Regions from separate parts of the Mus musculus genome. Here region 2 is linked to region 1. A link is a contact called in public promoter capture Hi-C data. All regions are on one chromosome and are shown on one strand. Each heading gives the region's core, a stretch centred on a gene start, on an enhancer-like site or on the middle of the called end of the contact. The rest is flanking DNA. Distances are from core to core; before and after follow the strand shown.

Region 1 (3,584 bases), core at 670-3,169:
CTACCCCCAAATAGATATAGTTGAATAGGCCTGGGGACATATAGCGCAATGGTAAGGGTACTAGCTAAAATTTATTTTATGTATGCATACATACGTGTGTGCATATGCACATATATAATTGACCTACCATACTATCCATTTAAATGATTAATCCACTCGTATGTGGTGGGGCACACCTGTAATTTCAGTACTTGGTGAGTAATCTGGGTTGGAGGCCAGGCTAGGGTAAATACCAAGATCATGTCTCAAAAAAAAAAAAAAAAAAAACAACACGGGCCAGAGAAAAAGGTTCAGCAGTTACTAGCATTTAATGTGCTAGCGGAAGACACAGGCAGCTTGCAACAACCTATAACTCCAGTACCAGGAGATAATGCCTTCTGTAGCTCCTGCATGAACATGGTATGTACAGGTACACACACACACACACTATAAATATTAAAATTAAAAAAGAAAACAAACAAGGTCTGGCTGGGAGATGGCTGAGTGGGCTTGCTGCATGACCATGAGGACTTGAGTTCAAATCTCCAGCACCCACATAAAAGTTGTGGACATGGCCCAAGTACTTGTAAGCCCAATGCTGGTGGAACAGAGACAAATAGATCCTAGGAGTTCACTGGCTGGCCAGCCTAGTTGAATTGGTGAGGCTCAATAAAGACCCTGTCTCAAGGGGTAGGCAGAGAACGACAAAGCACAACAAGACGCCTCATGTTCTCCGTTGGTCTCCTCCACACATCACATATGCCTAGTGGTGGACACATGCCCACACCCCATACAAGTATGAAGGAAGAATATGGATTGTAGCATGAGACTTGAGGACATCTCCTCCAGGTTAAAACCATGTCTCTGTGGGAGGCAGATCTCAGTGAGTTTGAGGACAGCCAGGACTATGTAAAGAGCCTGTCTCAAAACAAGCAACAACGTGAAAGATGTTTCTGTTTCTCTTTGATATCTGGCGTGTTATTATCTAGATTCTGAAAGTGATGTAACGTATGTAAGTGTTTGAATGACTGAGAAGAAAGATTCCTGTTAATGATTCGGGATGAAATGGCTGTAAATAAGCTGGGCGTGGTGGCACGCACGCCTTTAATCCCGGTACTCGGGAGGCAGAGGCAGGCAGATTTCTGATTTCCAGACTGGTCTACAGAGTGAGTTCCAGGACAGCCGGGCCTATACAGAGAAACCCTGTCTGAAAAACCGTAAAAAAAAAAAGAAGAAAAGAAAATAGCCTAGATTCTATAGCCAGTCTACTTGGCGCAGCCTCCTGATTTATTTTTTGAGTGGTGTTAGGGATTGAATATGGCCTCCAGTCTGACAGTCTTTTCTGCTTATGGTTAACATTTTGTTTATTTTTACATTCCAGTGGTTAGCATACTGACAACCCTGTAGACTCTAAGTCTGTGTGTTTGTGTCCCCCACAGTTTAACGGCAGTGTTCTTAGCCCTGGGTTCTCACTAGGCTGTGACTGCTCCTTCTTTTCTTGTAGCTGTCATGGAAATGATGAGCCAGAAGATTCAGCAGCTCACAGCCCTGGGGGCAGCGCAGGCCACGGTCAAAGCCTGAGAGTGCACTGCAGAAATGAAGCAGAGTGAGGGACCCTTCTTCAAGGGGCCTGGGACTTTTTCCGGCAATGGCCTCCTGGGAAAGTGGCCTGGGAAGAGAGTGTTTTGTGTTTAATGTTAATAAATGTGACCGCTGCGCAAATGGGGTGGTCTATTCTTGCATTAAACAAGGGCCTGGTGCTGAACTGGGAGTGCCCAGGAGGTGTACTTTTGCCAAGAGCCCCCTAGCCACACGGCCTTATAGAGGTTCCAACCAGAGGTTTGGGGACCTGTAAAAAGGTTTTGCGCTAAGTAGTGCACAGTGTTGTTGCCATGGGGACGGATGGCGGGCGGAAGTGAAGCTGTGCCTGACACTTCCTCTTCCGGGTCGACCTTCCCTTGGAGGGAACTATATGGGTAGACGTTTCCTGCGTGGTATCTTAACATTGCCGCTCCGGTCAGTTCTCCAAGCCCAGCACCGCATGCTTGGCTCAGAGCAGGATCCGCCCGCTAAAAGACCTCGCAACAACCTCATGGCACCGCCCCGAATCGGGACGCACAACGGCACCTTCCACTGCGATGAAGCTCTGGCTTGCGCGTTGCTCCGCCTCCTGCCCGAGTACGCGGTACGGACCTGCGAACCTAACCCGGTCCCCTCTGATGCTGCAATGGCCTGAGAACCGCCTTCCCCGAGACGCACGCCCTGGAAACCCAACTTTAATCCTGACTCCTACCTGACAGCCCCTTCCTCTGTGCCTGCAGAACGCAGAGATTGTGCGGACTCGGGATCCTGAAAAGTTGGCTTCGTGTGACATCGTGGTGGATGTGGGCGGTGAGTACAACCCCCAGAGTCACCGTTATGATCATCACCAGAGGTGAGTTCACACTCGCTGCCTGTTCTCTTGACTTTCTTGATTTAGCTTTAGTGCTCCAATCCCACCACCCACTGCCCAAGTTCATGACAGCAAAGACCACTGCCTCCTCATCGTTGAAGTCAAGCAATTTATCGCTCTGGGAATTAAAGCTCGCTTCGAGCCTGCTCCTTGGCCTGGAACCTCCCTCAGGTCCCTCCCGCCATAACTTTTTTTCACACTGGCAGTTTTCCATTCACTTGTCCTTGCCACAAGCTGCTGGATCCTTCTAGTTCAAGGATAATCTACTGAGGTGGCCTTTTGCTTTGTTTTTATTCTACTTTAAGAGTAGGGGTGTCTTGTCTGCATTCATGTCTGTACATCAAATGCATTGGTGTCCAAGGAGGACGGAAAAAAGGTATCAGGATCCCCTGGAATTGGAGTTAAAGAAGTCATGAGACACCGCGTGGATGCAGGGAATTGAACCTGCCTCCTCTGCAAGAGCAGCCAGCTCTTTTAGCCATCTCCAGCCCCATGATGGTTAGTTATCAGTTTGATAAAATTTCGATTCTAGAATCACCTGGGAATCGGTCCGTTGAGGGGGTATCCAGATGGGGTTGGCCGTGTTTGTAGGGTGTCTTTGATTGCCCTGTAAGGCCCTGCCCACTGTGGGAGGCACTAATCCCTGGGCTGTGTGAGCGAAGGAAGATGGCCAAGCACTAGCAGCCTGCATGCACTTGTCTCTCTGCTCTTGTCTGGGTGAGATGTGACTCCCCATTCTAAGTTTCTCCCACCTTCCCCTCTGTGATGGGATGTTGTGATGTTGTGAGCTAAAATAAACATTTTTTGCCTCTGAAGTTGATTTTTGTCAGGTGTCTCATCACAGCAGCAGACATGGAAATGGGCTGTTACATGTTATATATTCCCAGTACCACTGCACTGTCCTCCCTCACCTCAGACACATAACCAGGCTCTGGTGCATGTCCCCACCTTTGCTGAAAGATAAGCGCTTCTTGTATATGTTTCTTCACTTTTCCTACGTCCAAAATCTCACAATTCCACTTTCCAATTTAGGAAAATTGGTTCCCTTCTGTTGTTTGTTTTGTTTTGTTTTGAGACATGCCTTTCTCTATCGCACTGGCTGTCTTGGAACTGCCTCTGTAGTCCAGGCTGGCCTCAGTCTCACAGAGATACG
Region 2 (3,962 bases), core at 1,218-3,717, 980 kb after region 1:
TATTATGCAAATATAGAATCTGTGTCTGTATCTCCAACATTTATGTAAAAATTGGTCAAGGCAGTGCATGACTGTAATCCTAGCATTAGGGAGGTCGTGTCAGTAGGGTCACTCGCTGGAGCTTGCTGGCCAGTCAATCTAGTCAAATTTTGGAGCCCCAGAAATACTGTTGCAAAAACTAAGATGGAAATAAACCGAGGAAGAACACACACACACACACACACACACACACACACACAAAAGCATGCACGCAAGCGCCAAGTGTGAGGGGGGGATGCAATGTCTTTATTAATAATTAACCACACTCCTTGGGTCACACAGGGTTGACACACTGATTCCTGAATGGGAAAGTGGTGTACCTCTATACCACTGAGGTTGTCTGTGAAATACCCAAGGACTGAAGGGCTCCTGTCCTGTCCTCTGCAGGCCACTCTGGTTCCGGATGTTTGGCCTGTCCTGGTGAATGGACTACTAGCTTTAAATAGCTTTAATGGAACCGGCGGAAACTCTGTGGCCCGCGTTTCAGGATGGAGCCATACGCGTGGCGAAACTGGCGGTTCATGGCTGCATAGAGCACAGGGTTGATGCAGCTGTTGAGCCAGGTGAGGTTGGCAGCCACCATGTGCACTACTCGTGGAGCACGGCCCCTGGCGTCCAGAATGTTGAGCAACAGGAAGGGGATGTAGCTGAGGGCGAAGCAGAGGAACACTGCGAAGCACATACGGGTCACCTTCCCGAACTCTGATGGGGCATCTGTGGCTCTGCGAGCTCCTGCAGTTTCCCGGGGCTTGCGATGCACTTCTGGAAGGCTTCTCTCTGCGATCTGTTGAGCTGCCTTTCTAATGCCCTGGCCCCCAGCTTCTGACGAATCACCTTCCAGGGTCTGCGTGGTCGCAGCACTGACTGGCTCAGATGAAATCCCCTCGCTGGGCCCTCTTGAGGCAACCCCGCTGTCTAGCTCCTGGAAGTGGCCAGGCATGGCTTCTTGTGTCCCAGCCACCTGATGAGAGCGGATGCTGGCCTGATGCAGCCCGTATTGGTCCAGTGCTCGAGCCGCACGCTTCACTTGCCGGTGGATGAGGCAGTAGAAGACGCCCACGCTGCTGAGCCCAAGCACAAAGTAGATGCCCATGAGGATGGTGGTGTAAGGCCGGCCTCGCATGCGGTCAAAGCTGCAGGTGCAGACAACTGGCACCAAGACAAAAACATTCCAGAGGGGGGCAAAGCTGGTCACCCCCACAACCCAGCTGCCCACCAGTGCCAGCACGATCCCCTTGGCACTGAAAACCTGGGGAAAGAGCTTAGGGTGGGCAATGAGGAGGTAGCGTCCTAGAGCAATGAGACAGAGGGTGAGGATGGAGACAGAATTGGAAGTAAAGAGGAGGAGTCCAAATATTCTACAGAAGACCGCGCCGGTACGCCAATGGAGGTGGAGGTATGTGTCCACGGAGAAAGGCTGCAGGAGCGTGCAGTAGAGTAGATCAGCCAGGGTGAGGTTGGCAATGAGCAGGTTGAAGCGGGTTCGGAGCTTGGGACGAATGGCCAAGGCCAGCAGAGTGAGCACATTGCCCACCGTGCCTGTCACAGCCACTGCCACGCCCCAGATAATTGCAAAGTATCGATAGCCCAACACAGACTCATGGTAGCAGGAGAAGTTGGCATCTGAGCTGTTCCACATGATGGAGACTGAAGGGAGAGGAGGAAAGGGAGATGGTATGAGAACTTGCTTCTCCAGTTGCTTCCTTTGAAGCAACTCCCTTGCTCTGCTCCTAGAACTCACTTTAATTCTTGGCTGGAAAGCACTTGATCTCAAAGTTCCCTGTTATCTCCTGTAGGTTCTCTCTACCTTTTCCTTTCACATTTTTGGACTTCTTTTCTAAATTCTTATCAAATGTCTCTTCTGGAAATGTGTTAATTTTGTTTCTCCAAACCTCAGGCCCCTTCAATATGTGTGGGATGCTCCCCATAAACCTGGCAGCTTCCATCCTAATTACTTCCCAGATCTTGAAGACCAGCCAAGAGCCCTGTGCTCCTTGATCCCCCTCCCTTTTCCCCCTCTTCTTTCCTTTCTCCTTCTTCCCTTCTTCCTCTCCTCCTCTCTTCCTCTCCCCCTTCTTCCTCCCTTTCCCCTTCTCTCTCCTGTGTCTTGTTATATAGCCAGGCTGGTCTTAGCTCACAAAGATTCTCAGGCCTCATACATATACCACTATTCTCCTCACCTCACATTTTCTGATTGTGACTACCTGAGAAATGAGAGGATCGAGAAAATAAGACCATGCACAACACACACACACACACACACACACACACACACACACACACACACACGGTATGCTCACCTGAGGTTCCCAGTTTTCACACTTGTCTTCAGTAAACAATATCTAGCTCACCTAAAGAGCAGGTCTTTTGAGGGGCAGTCAGGCTTCCAGCTTTTCTAGGGACAGCCAGGCTTCCAGCTGGACATATAATGCCTCCTACCATGCTAGACAGAAATAAGAAACTCCCAAGTTACCCAACCTTAGCCACTTCCTTCCCCACCTCCAGCTAGTCCTACTAATTTTACCGTGGCTGCTAAAGTCCGAGCTTCTCTGTTGAAATTCCCCTGCAACTTACTCTAGAGTTGTCTCACTCTTTCTTCTCTCCTTCCTGAAACCCAAATGTTATTTCCTTCCTTTCTCTGAGGCAGAACCTCTCTAAGGTCATTGCTGAGAACTGTCGAACAGCGAGACAGTGTCAGATCCTCTGGACTACTTCTGTTTTTTTTTTTTTTTCTCTTGAGATAGGGTCTGATTCATTATCCCAGTCTGCCATGGAACTCACAGAAATTCCCCTGCATCAGCCACTTGAGCACTGTGAGTATAAGTACAAACTACCAAATCTGACTGGGCCACTTCTCAAGCGGTCAAAAACAGACCAGGTGTTAGAAGTAATGCTCAGCGCCTCCAGAGAGCTTGGGCTTGTTTAGCAACAACAGCACTTCCTTTCTTCTCTTCAGAGACTGGAGATGGGTTACCTCAGAGGGTCCCAAATGACACTTCAGCACATATGAGAAGTGGAGTCAGATAAAAAGGGACTGGCAAGATGGCTCAGACTGAGTTGTCTTCCAGGACTTATAGAAACAAGAATCAATTCCTGCAAGCTGTTCTCTGAGTTTCATACAAGTTCTGTGGGACATATATACCTATAAACACCCACATAAATAAGTGCAATTAAAAAAAAAATTGAGGGCTGGTGAGATGGCTCAGTGGGTAAGAGCACCCGACTGCTCTTCCGAAGGTCCGGAGTTCAAATCCCAGCAACCACATGGTGGCTCACAACCATCTGTAACAAGATCTGACGCCCTCTTCTGGAGTGTCTGAAGACAGCTACAGTGTACTTACATATAATAAATAAATAAATCTTTAAAAAAAAATTGAGGGGCTGGAGATATGACTCAGCAGTTAAGAACACTGGCTGCTTTTCCAGAGGTCCTGAGTTCAACTTCCAGCAACCACATGGTGGCTCACAACCATCTGGAATGGGATCTGATGCCCTCTTCTGGTGTGTCTGAAGACAGCAACAGTGTACTCACATATATTAAATAAATAAATCTTTAAAAAAAATAAATTCAGACAGGGTCTTACTGTATATAGACTTGGCTGACCTGGAGCTCACTATAAAGACCAGGCTGGCCTCAAACTCACAGAGATCCACTGGCCTGTGCCTCCTCAGAGCTGGAATGGAAGGTAGGAACAGGGGCTGAATGTACAGGTTGATGATCACAGTTCTTTAGGCTTTTCAGACTCACATAGTGAGTTCTAGGCCAGCCTTGGTAATTTTGGTGAATGAGAATTTATCTCCAAATAAAAAGTAAATTTGGCTGAGGATGTAAGTCAGTGGTAGAGTGCTTACCCAGCATGCTCAAGGTCCTGGGTTCAATTCCCACTTCTAACTTCTCAGATTCTACTTCTCAGATATGTAAA

What was found. Capture Hi-C pulls out chosen DNA fragments and counts their contacts.
Region 2: a promoter capture Hi-C map of liver shows a contact between it and region 1, with 2.2 times the contacts expected there. The contact joins the promoter of Gpr84 here to the promoter of Myg1 in region 1. A contact is called at or near these places in 1 of 39 promoter capture datasets (pre-B cells), 1 of 115 datasets of contacts at active chromatin or transcription factors (embryonic midbrain) and 1 of 9 other capture datasets (liver).

The regions. Positions count from the first base shown.
Region 1 is chr15:102,329,790-102,333,373 of GRCm38.p6, forward strand. Myg1 (melanocyte proliferating gene 1) reads left to right here and starts at 1,920. Exons shown (of 7, transcript NM_021713.2): 1 at 1,920-2,164; 2 at 2,301-2,413. The coding sequence starts at 1,952. Pfdn5 (prefoldin 5) reads left to right here. Exons shown (of 6, transcript NM_027044.3): 6 at 1,484-1,701. The coding sequence ends at 1,560.
Region 2 is chr15:103,307,971-103,311,932 of GRCm38.p6, forward strand. Gpr84 (G protein-coupled receptor 84) reads right to left here and starts at 2,468. Exons shown (of 2, transcript NM_030720.2): 1 at 2,340-2,468; 2 at 265-1,686. The coding sequence starts at 1,678. The coding sequence ends at 488.